Regions from separate parts of the Rattus norvegicus genome. Here region 1 is linked to region 2. A link is a contact called in public Hi-C data. All regions are on one chromosome and are shown on one strand. Each heading gives the region's core, a stretch centred on a gene start, on an enhancer-like site or on the middle of the called end of the contact. The rest is flanking DNA. Distances are from core to core; before and after follow the strand shown.

Region 1 (6,487 bases), core at 1,788-4,287, 590 kb before region 2:
TAACACTGATATTAGAATTCTTTATTAGTTCTTAAATATGTGGTAGGTGCCCATACGAGGAAATATCCTAACAGATGATGTTGGAAATGTACCCTTTTTACCCTTAATTTATATGTAGGTAATCAGGGCTTCTTTTTTTCAAGTGGTTTAGACACAAATGTGTTCACCCATGTCTCTCCCAATCACTACATTACAGTGGAAACAGTGTTCAAAGAAAACAATTAAAATTCACAGAATGACAGAGCATTGTACAAATATCTATGTCGACATCACTTTTGGAATACAGCAGAAAGCCGTTGCATTGATAGTTTTCTGCATTGTCAAGGAATGTAAAATACCTTTCTAGAATGCAGATTATATTTTTCATTGTAAAAAGCAATAGATGTTAAGACCCTGCTGTGTGTTTCCTAAGACTCCCTAAAAAGTTATTTCTGTAATACATGTATGATGCATATGAAGACACAACCACACAGCTTTAAAAATGAGTTGAAAAGAGTTCCTGTCAGAACCACTGAGTAGCAAACAGATTTGATGTATGTATGCATATATATAATCTATCACATTTTTAATTCTATTGCTTGCATTGTAGCTTGTTTTTTTGAATTAGTATAATGCAAACACTGAAATGTATATATTAATCTTCCTAGAAGATATACCTTCAATTGTCATAAAAGGGAAAATATCCTGACTTTGTAAGAATTCATGCAAAGAGAGTATAAAAAGACGGTACCAGAGGCTGGGAATAAAGAAGTCTCTAGATTGCTTGAAACTGACTTTACAACGTTCTAAGCGCAAAGGTCACACTTTTCCTAAAGGACACTGCCTCAAAGTATCTATTTATACCCTTGAGACAGTTTTGCACAAGCTTCATTATGTGGTTTCCTTTCGTGCAGATTAAAAGCAGTAAATTAAAAGGGTGGGGAGGATAATAGAACTATGGTCACTGACAGTGGCAAGGAGCAACAGCTGACAGGGGGGGTGGGGTGGGGGGTGAGGGGACAGGGATCCTAAGCAGACAATAGGGCTGCAACCGAAAAGCTCTTCAGAGCCTTGAGGTATCAGCCAGCAGTCCCAAATGTTTTTCTAGGGCTTGATCAGTAAATGTTGCAAAAGGAATATTCCAAATTTGAAGAGTTTTAACTGCTGTTGGTTACTACGGTGTCATTTTTGTCTACTACAGCGACCTGTTTTAACTTTAGGCCCGGACTTGTTTCTTTTACACTTGACTACTGTTATTATAATTTACAATCAAGAATAGAACTCATTGTGGCTACGAAACTATCAAAGCTTACAATTGTTAAATCTATTGTTCTAATAGTTGATTCCTAAAATGCCTTTTACCTAGCATTTTTGTGGCACAGAGAGGCAAGATAAAATGACGGCTTGTTTTCCTTAAAATGAGAATATTATGTATCCAATAGAACAGGTGTCAGGATTAAATGAGATAATGTATGTAAAACACTTAGCACAAGGTCTGGGGCACAGAAAGAGAGCTCAGTCTTATTTTAACAGTGAACTCATGCTGGCCCAAATCCCTTATTTGCAGGTGCAAAAATTAAGCCTCAAGAGGAGAACTGACTTCTTAAGGCTCTACTTCCAGTATGTTATTGTCTTGGATAAGCTGCTTAGCTGCAAATGTTGGAGATTTTGGGTATTGGCGGGCCCGGGGGCACGTGCCTGCTGGACTCCAGTATGAGGAGAATTGGACGAATATGCTTGAACCATAAGGTATTAGAAGCTGTGCCTTATCAACCCGAGTTTGAGGTGCCAGGTTGTGTGCTAATAATGTTCTTCATGGACGGAAGCCATTCCGGTGTCAAAAACAGCTCAAGAACTAGCTACCCCAGGCTGTTAAGAAACCGATCCCAGTTAATAGGGCAATGGGTCTAGCTGGAATCCATCCGGTCAACTCTAAAGGGATAGAGCACCTTAAGGACCTACACCAAGGGCTACTCTGGAAGGTCTAACCCACCCCTATATGGGCCCTCATCCTCGGAAAGCACAAATTCCCTTTCCATTGGCACTTCCTCCCGGTCCTCCAGGGTGATAACTTTGCCTCTCGGTACCGCAGGGAGGTAGCTGCCACGCCGAGCGAGATGGGTCACGGTTCGCGCGCCCGGGCTCTCGCTCCCTAAGATGGCGGCGGAGGCACCGCTCACACCCCGCCGCCCGCGCTCGCGGACCCGCGGCCTCAGGAGGCGCGAGAAAGCGGACCGTGGAGGGGAGAGCACGGCCGAGGCCCTGGAGGCCCGCGCCGGCCGCAGAGAGTCTGGGAAAGGGATCACCCGCGAGGGATAAACGACCGGGGAACACCACTAGCGATCGCCGAGAGGGAGGAAAAAAGTCCCGAGAGGGGCGGGGGGAAGAGAGGAGAGGGAGGGGAGGAGCTCATCACATCCGGGACATTAGCCGGATCCGCCCAGGAAATGACGTATATTCAGGGGGTGGAGCCCGCTCTTCAAAGTGGGGTCTGCCTCCGCAGTAGCGCGCGTCTCACACAGTGTTGGGTCCGTCATCACTCCCCCTCCCCTGGCTTCGCGGTTTTCCTCTCGCGGCTGCGGGGCTTCTGGGCACAGAGCTGGCGGCAGAGGCAGGCGGGGCTCATTTCACGGAAAGTAGCCCTGGCCTCTAAGCCCTCAGCTTCCCCGGCGTCCGCAGTACGGTTCCTCAAGGCAGACTCGCACTGACCCCGGGCCCGCCAAGTCTAAGCGCACCTCGGGGAACCGACGTCGGAATCCCGACCGCAGCCCCCGCCCGGGCTCCGAGCTGTCAGTCACGGCGCCGAACCCGCTTCTTCCGGCGCTCTCGGGCCCGCCCTCTCCCCTCCTCCCTCCCCCGCCCCTCCCCGCGCGAGTGTCTCCCTCTCCCTCGCTCCCTCTCTCTCTCCCTCTCTCTCTCTTTTGTGAGTTATAGCAACCGTTGCCTTGTGAATCAAGCGCCATAGTCACCGTAGTCCTGGCGACTGTTACCCATCAACAACAACTACTCCTCTCCTCCTCCTCTTCCTCCTCCTCCTCCTCCTCCTCCTCCCCACCACCACCATCTCCATCACCCACCAACAACACCACAATAATCCACAGCCAAGGTGAATATTCTTCGGTCTCTACATGTGTGTGGGAGCGTGTGTGTCTGTGCGTGTGTTCGTGTGTGCGAGCGAGCGTGGCTGTGCGGGGTCTCCCTCCTGACACCGGCTGCGGCCGCTTGAGGGGCTCGGTCCCCGGGGCTTGTTTACAATGGACCCGCGCGCGGCGGGCTTGGGGGTGTGGGCGCCGCGCGCCTGCCCGCCCGGCCTCGGCGCTCGGGGATGGAGCGGGAGCCGGGGCTGCGGGGCGAGCCGGCTAGAAAGCCGCCGCTGTCCGTCGCGGGTGTTGGAGCGTCCCCCCAGGTCCGCGGGCGCTCAGGAGGAGGGGCAGGTGGAGAGAAGGGGCTCGCTTTCTCCCTCTCTTCTTTCTTTAATTCGTCGCTTTGCAAAGCTGCCTGGTGGCTGCTGCTTTCCAAATCGAAATAGACAGCAATGAGCGGGGGGATCCCCAAAAGGTGCTGCGCTGTGCTGGTTGTTGTTCACTTGCCGGGCCTTGTTGGGGTTTTGTTATTTTTATCCTGGTACCTCGGCGAACTTTTCCCGAAGCCCGCTCCCTTCGTTTCGGCCCCTCTGTGCCTGCTGCTAAACGGACTGCACTTATTTGATCATCACTGGCCTCACGAGATTCTTTTTTTCTTTTAAAACTGTATTTTTCTTTGTGCTGCAAACAGTCTTAATATCCATTCAGCAGTCTTCTCCCCCCTGCCCCCCTTTGTACACACACTGAAACCAGGGGGCCTCTGCTGCTCTGAGAGATTTTTTTTTTTAAGTCTGTTTCTCTGTCTCTCTTCTCTCCTTCCCTCTCTTGTCTCTCCTCTGTCTCCTCTCCCTCTCCCCCCTCCCCTTTTCGGCGTGTGTGTGTGTGTGTGTGTGTGTGTGTGTGTGTGTGTGTGTGTGCGCGCTTGTGATTTAAACCGGATGCAGGGCATCTGTGCTACTTCGGTTAGTGGCTACTGACAGCGCTTTATCCTTCTTGTGGAGATGGGAGGGGTAGTCCTGAGGTTCTGTTTCACTTTGATGCACCTCCCTCCCCACAGGAGAGTGTTAACAATTTTCATTGTGGTTTAGACTTTGTCTGTGATGAACAGGAAAAGGACATAAGGAAGCTTTGTGAGAACTCAGTTCACAACGCTATTTGTGACAGTTATGGTACTTTGAGAGTTTTTTTTTTTTTTCCTCCCATCTTCATCTCTTCCTTTCCCTTGGAGAGTTGAAATTGAAGTCAAGTTGTTCATAAAGAATGTATGAAGCTTCTCAACTTGAAACGTGTGTATATTTCACTTTCTTTGTGGCTGTTAAGATCTAGGCATGTGTGTACTTAACATATTCTTTTTGTTGACTTTTTGGTTTTCTTTGGACAATGATTTAAATCTTTTCAGAAGAAAAAGAAAAAAAAACTTCCTTTTAAAGTGTTTCTTTAGAGAAAATAGTTGGCCTTGTAGATTTTAATACCAGCTCTGAAGTAGTATCTTCTTGATTAGCGCTAACCTGGAATTACAGATCCTTTAATTTTGCTCATTTTCAGCATAATAATTAATAGGTTATCAGAAAAAAATTGATAATGATCGTGAGCTAAAACAAATAAATGTACTATTGTAGTGGCACATTGAAATTTCCAATTCAGATTTTAAAGTGCTTATTTAAATAATCTTTCCAACAGCAAACATTTATTGATTTAACTGACAGAGCAGCCTGTGAATAATGTGACAGTATTAATTATTCTTGAGATCGTCAATGGAGAGGTTGGGTAATTATAATGCCATTAAGGCTCATATTTTGTAAAATAAGTAAGAGTTGGGGGATTGGAAAACCTTACTTTTCAATTCATTTCCGTATGATTGTTATTTTTAAATGAAGCTGATATTTGATTCTGAAAGAAGTCTGTCTGGATCTCTCAGAATTCTTTTTAGTTATTCATCCATTCCTGACCTGTCTTCAGTGCACATCTCAAATACTAACTTTTCTTTTTCTTTTTCCTTTTCACCTTTTTTCTTTTTCTTTTTTTTTCCCCTTTTGTTCAGATGAGTGTCAAATGCCTGAACACTTTTGGTGGTAAAGCTCCTGGGTCTGAAGTTAAAAGGAGTTCTGTTGTTTTGGGATAGTTTCTAGGTCTTATGGCATTCACATATGTTTTAGCTGAGTAGATTGTATGTGCTAAAATGTCTTTGCTTAATATTTTTATTTGTAGTGTCCAAGAGTGTTTGAGTCATTTCATTCATCAAGCATGTTTAGTTTAGTTTTTTTCCATTCACAAGTTGATTTGAAATCAAATGTAGCATTTGATTATGTTAAATAGCCTGTCCATTTAAAACAAATCTTTGTGTTCTAAGAGTTGATATTAAAGATACTTTAAAATAAAGTAGTTCTATGGATGGATTAACTTAGAGTTATAACAGTTTATCTTTAAAATTTAATACAAAGTTAAATACCATTTAGCTCGACTTTTTTTCTGTGATATTTTTCCTAGGAGGGACTGTAATGTGGGCTGACATTTTTTGTTTCCAGTGTTTTAGAGTAACAGAAATCTGTGAATGTAATCGTGCTTTGAAATTAAACATGTAAAATACTGTTTAAGTAGCTGAATATTTGTGATTCAGAGCATTCCAGGGTGCCTATCTGTCTTTTTGAATTATACACAATATACAATATACCCGTATACAATAGAATTGTCTATTACACAATTCTATTAAACTGTATGGAGAAGAGGCATAGTAGATTTATATGTGTATAAGAAATTAATGCATGCCTAGAGTTTTTCCATCATCTCACAGTGCTCTCATGGCATGAGATATGTATGCCTAGTAAAACATTGCATTATTTATCCAATATTCAAATAATCTTGTATCCTGTGGAGATATACACAGGTTTATAGCTTATAAGTTAGATGGTGAGAAATTCTTTAACTTTAAACAATCTTTATAAAAATTTACAAGTTAATTGAGGAACTTTTTAAGAATTGAAAAGTAAAAAATTTTGGGTCACACATGCTTAGAAGGATGGGTAATGATATCGGATATGTGGGAAGAGTTACGTTTTTACCTAAATCGTCTAGTAGTGTGGCTTAGTGATCCTCATTGTGAGAATGCATTATAAGAAACAAGAATAAGAAATAAGTCAACTTCTAAATTATGAAGTTTGCTAAATTGTTTTTATGCTGAGCATTTGGCTAAGTATCCTTGATTCACTTGCAGTTACATTAAAAGTAGTTTCCCTCACTGAATTATTCGCTAACTTTTGATTCTTCTAGTATATATTCCCAGTTGTCATCACAAAATAGATTTTGAATTCTTTTCTGTTCAGAGGTGCATAGTGTTCCCTTATTTTGGAAAACCAAGATTAAGTGGATTTGACTAATTTAGCTTGTTACAAACAGGTGGCTGCTTGAAACAGGTGTCAGTCTCCTAT
Region 2 (6,128 bases), core at 2,480-4,979:
CATTACTTCTTTCTGCTTTCATCTCACAAATTTCTTTTGTTTCCCTCTCCCTTCAAAGCTTTGCATCCCGTCAGTCTTCTTTCTAGTGTCATGCCGACACACTCAGGGGTAGGGCGAGTATCACAATAAAGGCAGACAAGTACTTATAAAATCTGTGTGCTGAGCAGTGGGATGGGTACCTCAGAAGTAAGGATGGCTTCTAGGCTGGCAAACTGCACCGTCTTATGTATCAGCCTTCTCAAGCTGAGCGTCTCAGAGTAAAACACTGAGTGACTTGGAAGATGAGACAATCTTAAGGTCAGTGGCTTAGTCATCGTGAAGACACATCATGACCAAGGCAACCATTAGAAACAAAACCATTTAATTGGGGCTTAAAAGACGTTTAGTCCTTTATTGTCCTGGTGGGAGCACTGTAGAAGCATGGCAGCACTCACAGCTGAAGTAGCTGAGAGCTACATCCTGATTCTCAGGCCAAGAAAAGACAAGAGATTGGGCCTGGCTTGGGTTTTTGAAACCTCCAAGCTCACCCCTCAGTGACACACTGCCTCCAACAAGGGCACACCTCCTAGTCTTTTTCAAACAGTTCCATTCCTCTGTGACTAAGCATTCGAATATATGAGCTTACAGGAACCTTCCTCATTCAAACCACCAGTTAGTACACAAGGGATCAAATACCAAATGTTCATCTTTTCCAGATGTACTTGGCCTGTCTCTGCCAAAGATGTTCAGACTTTAACCCACAGAATATGTAAATATGATTGTATTTGGATAAAAAGGTCTTTGCAGGTATAAGTAGGAACTGGAGATATCCTGCTGGGTCTTAAAACAAGCCCAGTCTATTTTGTAGGCTCTTGATCTTGTAGATAAACAGAATTGAAAATCAGGCTCAGAAGAGAAGAACTCAAGGACAATTTTATTCAAGTTTGCATTTGATTTTTAAGGGTGCTTTTTAAAAATCATATTTATCATGTGTGTACTTGCAATGTGGAAGTCAGAGGATAAGTTGGGTTCAAGGGATTAACTTCATGTCTATTCTCAGGCTTGGAGCAAGCACCTTCACCTGCTGATCTATCTTAAAAGAACTCTGTGTGTGCATGTGTGCGTGTGTGTGTGTGTGTGTGTGTGTTGCATATGCACTGTGTGTTTGAGAAAAGCAAAAGGGCCAACAAGCCAGAGATCTTGACAGCTTCCATTATTAGTCAAGAAAGTAGGCAGAATCCATAACATGTAGAGCCCAGGGCATGGTGAGTTGGGGAGGAGTCTTCAAAGAAAACAAAGTCCAGGTAATTCAATTTGGGATTGGGCTGCTAATAGGGAGATACAAAAAAGAAGAAGGAAAAGTTACAGTCAGTTGTAATTCAGAAAGTAGGAAGGCAGAGTAGAGAGTGCCTGTAAGCAACTGCCTTGTGAGTGAAACTTCGAGAACATTAAGTGCCTGTTTCATTGAGGAGACAATTATGCCTCCCTTCTTAACATGACTTTAAGTTAATATATTTTGTAAAGTTTCTAGAACAGATAGATTTCTGAGGTGCATTTCCTGACCAGATGTTTGACAGGAAGATTTGGATTAACTGGAGAGTCTAATATGTTTTTGTAATTTTATATTTTGATCCGTTTAGAATATATGTGTCTCCACCCAGCAGCAGAGGTATGACTTGGGTCTCTCTCCCCGCCCCCCCCTTTTTTTTTCATAAAAAATACTGAAGACCTTTTTAAAATTAAAGTAAAACAAAATAATAAAGTAGCCATACTTTATCAGGGTATTTATAGCTTTTCCTTAATGCGTCACAATAAAGTCCTGCAACTCCATCCCTTTCATGTAATATTTATGGAATTTGTTTTCATAAGCCTCTTGTAACTGTGTAACATTAAATATTAAGGGGCAGTTGTGATACGCACTTCACATGGCACTTCTAAAAAGGACCCACTGTGGTATTTTCCACTTTCTTAAAATAGGTATGGTTGGCCAGTTACAGCAACTCAAGCTCCAGGGATGGCTTTTTTTTCCATGGCCGCCCTTTGTAAATTTTGTATACTTAGTAAACCTTCAAGGCACAAAATGGCCAGTCCCTGGCCTCAGGAGCTCCAGCAGCAAGAGTGAAAAAGCTAAAACAGCTGTTAACTGCCTTTCCATTTCTTCAAGGCAGAAAAGCGCCCAGATCCTGCCCCATGGTCCCTTGACTTTCCTAATGGTCATTTTCTAATGGCTGCAATAGCCATTCGTAACCCTGAGGTGGGAAAGTGGCCAGGCCCCACCGTATAAGAAAAAAAAAATCCAGACCACCCTGGAAAGTCCCCCCTCCTCAAAAACCCGATATAGTCCCCCATCCTCCAATTCTGCCCAGTTCTCTGTTGCTTTTCATCCAGGCAGAGGCAGCTACCCTCCCTAGCTTTTCCCTTCAAATTAATCCCTTGCCTGAGGTTTGTTGTGCAGTATGACTCTGTGGTATTCCTTGGCTCCTGACAGCCAGGATATCTTTTGGAGCAGAACTGTCACAGGGGAAATTTTCTCCGAGTCAGAGCAAAGCAGCAACACTAGCATCGGGGAAACTTTCCCAGCAGCTGGAGCAGAACTTCTGTAGGGGAAACCTTTCCCTACCGAGCTTCAACACTTACAGGTGTGTTACCAGAGACACAAGAGGCAGGGTCCACCTGGAATTATAGTCTGTAAGCTTATTTGCGAACGATCTAACAAATTGTCAAGTGTTCTTACAATAAAGATCCAGGAGAAAGAAAGGCAGGGGCAGGAGCCAGAACCATAAGCCAAGGGACTGCTGAAGATACACGGGAAGTTCACCCACTCCTTGGGGCTTCAAATGGGGTCCCGCTCAACCAACATCTACATTTCAGAACTGTTAGGTAATAAGGTTCTGTTGTTTGGCATGACGTGGGGTCCCGCTCAACCAACATCTACATTTCAGAACTGTTAGGTAATAAGGTTCTGTTGTTTGGCATGACGTGGGGTCCCCTGAAACTGAGTTTACAGTAAGTTGCCATGTAGGTGCTGGGAATTGAACCCAGGTCGTCTCCAAGAACAGAAAACAGCTTAGCCACGTCTACAGTCTCAAATATCAAGTTAACTACGTCTATTGCTTCCTCGGTAAAATGGAGTAATACCTTAAATATATATCCTGAAGTGGAAAAATGGGGAAATGTATGCCCAAACACGAGCCGACGTTAAAACACGCCATTTACGGAGAGAGCTTTTCACATTAACTTACTGTGCTTGGTTCTTTACACGAATGGTTCCCGAGGGATCTAATTTATCCAGAGAGTCACAGCTAGGGTGGGAAATGAGGGAGACATAGGAGTAGGTAAGCAAGATTACAATAGAACACACTCGGGGACAGCTTTTATCCTCCAGACTAAACTAACGAAAAAAGACGCGAACGAGCACACAGACAAGCGAACAGTCCAAACGCTAGCCCGGATTGCAGACTTAAGTCCTTCGGAAACCCGGCAGCCCTCGCGAGAACCGGCGTCGTTCCCAGAAATCTGCAGGCTCAAGCGTCACTTTCCCGAGCCACTGACTCGCCTTCCACCTGACGGATCCCCTCAAGGGCCAAAACTCACGTAGTCCTCTCGCGTATAGGGGCGAAAATGGACCAATAGAAACTACGGATTTCGTGTTTCCTAAGCTCCACCCCTTGACCCCAGCACCAGGACGGGACAATACAACCGAGGATCCGGGGCGGGGCGGAACGCGGAAGCGGAAGCGGCGGTGGGTAGCGGAACTCCGTGAGCTTCTTCCCCACGTGTGCGGTGAGTGTTGTGGAGAGTTTGATGCGGGATGTGCGGGGCTAGTTTCCGCCGATCGCTGTGGAGCAGGGGGCTCTGCGGGGTAGTGGGCGAGCGGCATCTACAGACCCACCCCCGGGATGGTCTGCCTGGCCGCTTCGATGGCTCCGAGTTGGAGGAACCCTGGCGAGGGCAGGGGTTAAACCCTCTCTATTGATTATTGTAGAGCTAGAGGAACTAGTTCTGTGGGTCACAGTCACCCCGCCCGTCCCTTGACAGACCTTGTGCATAGGAGCAGTGCAGGGAAAGCTGAAGAAGGGACCCATAAGCCGAGACCTAAAGCGTGATAGGAGGCAAGAGTATTTTAAACAGAGGCGGTGAGCTGTCCCGGAGTTGGGAGTTGGGAGTACGGCGCTAACTAGATAAAGAGGAGGGTAGAACTTCGGAGCCGTGGTGTCGAGTTTCTTTATTTCTGTGTAATGGGAAGCATTTTTCTTTGTGTCCCTATGCATATAAAACATTGAAGGATTATTAGAAAAAAATTGGAGGTTCACGGTAGGCCTCGATTCTCTTAAAGAAAAATGTACTTAATTTGCAAGTTCGGCAAGGAGACTTTTGATTTGCATTGAGTGTTGGTAGTAGAAACAGGTAACTTGAAGGGGATTACAAGATATAACTTACTGATGGGTACAAGGTGACTGGCAAAGAAGTAAAAGTCAGGAGCAGTGTTCCAGTTTTCTCTCTGCGGAGTGGAGTAGATGATGCCCCATTGGCTACAGCAAGATTAGGCAGGGAGAGAAAGATGGCAGTGTGTGGTGGAAATGCAGAGCGTTATGATTCAGACATGACGTATAAGATGCCAGTTATATGCATAATCAAAAGGTGTTGAGGACTCATTGCTGTAGGTGTAGGACGTTGTCTTGGGGTCTGAAAACACCCTTGTCCCAAGGCTCCACCTAATTTGCTTTTCTTGCTCTTGGGTTAGCCATTAATTTGATAGTGAAGTAACTTGGCAAATGGTCATGAGGGTTAACATCATGACTGCCACATACCTTTGTCACTGTGAGAACAGCACCGCTCTGCTATCATGTGTCACCCTCTCCCCGACCCAAGCATAACTTCAATCTAATAATAAAAATCCCCAAAGGGAACATAACCTGTAAAAACGGAGGAGGTATGATGGCTACATCTTGGATAGAAAGAGGACAGGAATGAGAAAATTGATTTCCAAATAAACCTTGTGTTACACTAGTGTCATTTCGAAAGTGTCTTATTAAGTTGCCAATGGGGAAGCTGAGTAACAGATCTATAGGCTCTTTATCTTTTTAAATCTAATGTAAGTAAATAAAGGTAGCCCTTGAAACCTACATTTGAGGGCCATTGGCACAGTTGCTTAGCATGTGGTATTTACATGAAACCTACATGCAGAAATGTAAACATCTCTTTTCAAGTGATAACATGACTGTAAAATCGAGATGCCCAGCAGGGAGCAGTTCCTGTGCTGGAATTAGAGAGATGTACCCTGTGTGTACACTGCTGGGTATCAGACCCACAGCATTTTCCAGAGTGTTTCCTGGAGAAATTGGTTCTGCTAGGTTTGGGAAGTCTTGTATGTTTCAGTCTTTGCATTGGGTAGTTCATGGTAGCAAATTAAAGAATTTGAAAGACCTTTCTTTACTTGCTGACTATTACTATTTGATTTATTGTTTTTCAAATACATTTTAACCTGGAACCTTGGAAAAGAAAGTTGGCTTTTCTTTTTTCTTATGTATGTATGTATGTATGTATGTATGTATGTATGTATGTATGTATGTATGTTCGTTCCTAAGACGTTTCAGGGTCCTGAGGAATCAATCCTGTTTTGTTTTGAGTTTTGCAACAGTATCTCATGATGGAGCCCAGACTGGACTCTAGTTTATGTTGCCTAGAGTATCCTGCCTCAGTCTAGGTGCTAGGTTGACACAACTGTGTGTCATCACATCCAACAAGAAATTAATTCTTGAGTGGAAGTTTCTAATCTGTAAACATTGTCCAAGAATTCTTGCAGGTGACTCTTGAGGTCATTTAGAGATGGGAGAGCATGTAACTCTGGGAACTGTAGACAGGAGCCTGGCGATGCTTGCCTTTTGTCCACATGTGTTCTGCTTCTTGCAGAGTTTGTAAGTTGGTGGAAGGTGTCTGTTACCTGTGCTCAATGAAGGTCACTGTACCCAACAAATGGCATGAGATCCCTTGGAATAAAATATTACATAGCTCAGTGTGACTTAGAGGTCAGCAAGTCATTTGGCTACCTCTAAAGCAGTTGGCCAATAACCTTTGTTTTAGCTTTCTTGTGTGTTAAATTAAATTGCAATATGTGCGAAGTACAGCTTATTGCCGGTTGTTGCTTT

What was found. Hi-C and Micro-C count contacts between places; a contact is called where the count stands out from the background.
Region 1: a contact with region 2 is called in a Hi-C map of liver, with 4 times the contacts expected there. The contact joins the promoter of Rfx3 here to the promoter of Pum3 in region 2. A contact is called at or near these places in 3 of 12 Hi-C or Micro-C datasets (liver, mammary epithelial cells and psoas muscle).

Annotation. Positions count from the first base shown.
Region 1 is chr1:235,118,972-235,125,458 of GRCr8, reverse strand. It overlaps Rfx3 (regulatory factor X3), which reads left to right and starts at 3,037. Exons shown (of 18, transcript NM_001395594.1): 1 at 3,037-3,085.
Region 2 is chr1:234,525,213-234,531,340 of GRCr8, reverse strand. It overlaps Pum3 (pumilio RNA-binding family member 3), which reads left to right and starts at 3,729. Exons shown (of 18, transcript NM_001025036.1): 1 at 3,729-3,762. It overlaps LOC102555808 (a long non-coding RNA gene), which reads right to left and starts at 3,355. Exons shown (of 5, transcript XR_010063222.1): 1 at 3,222-3,355.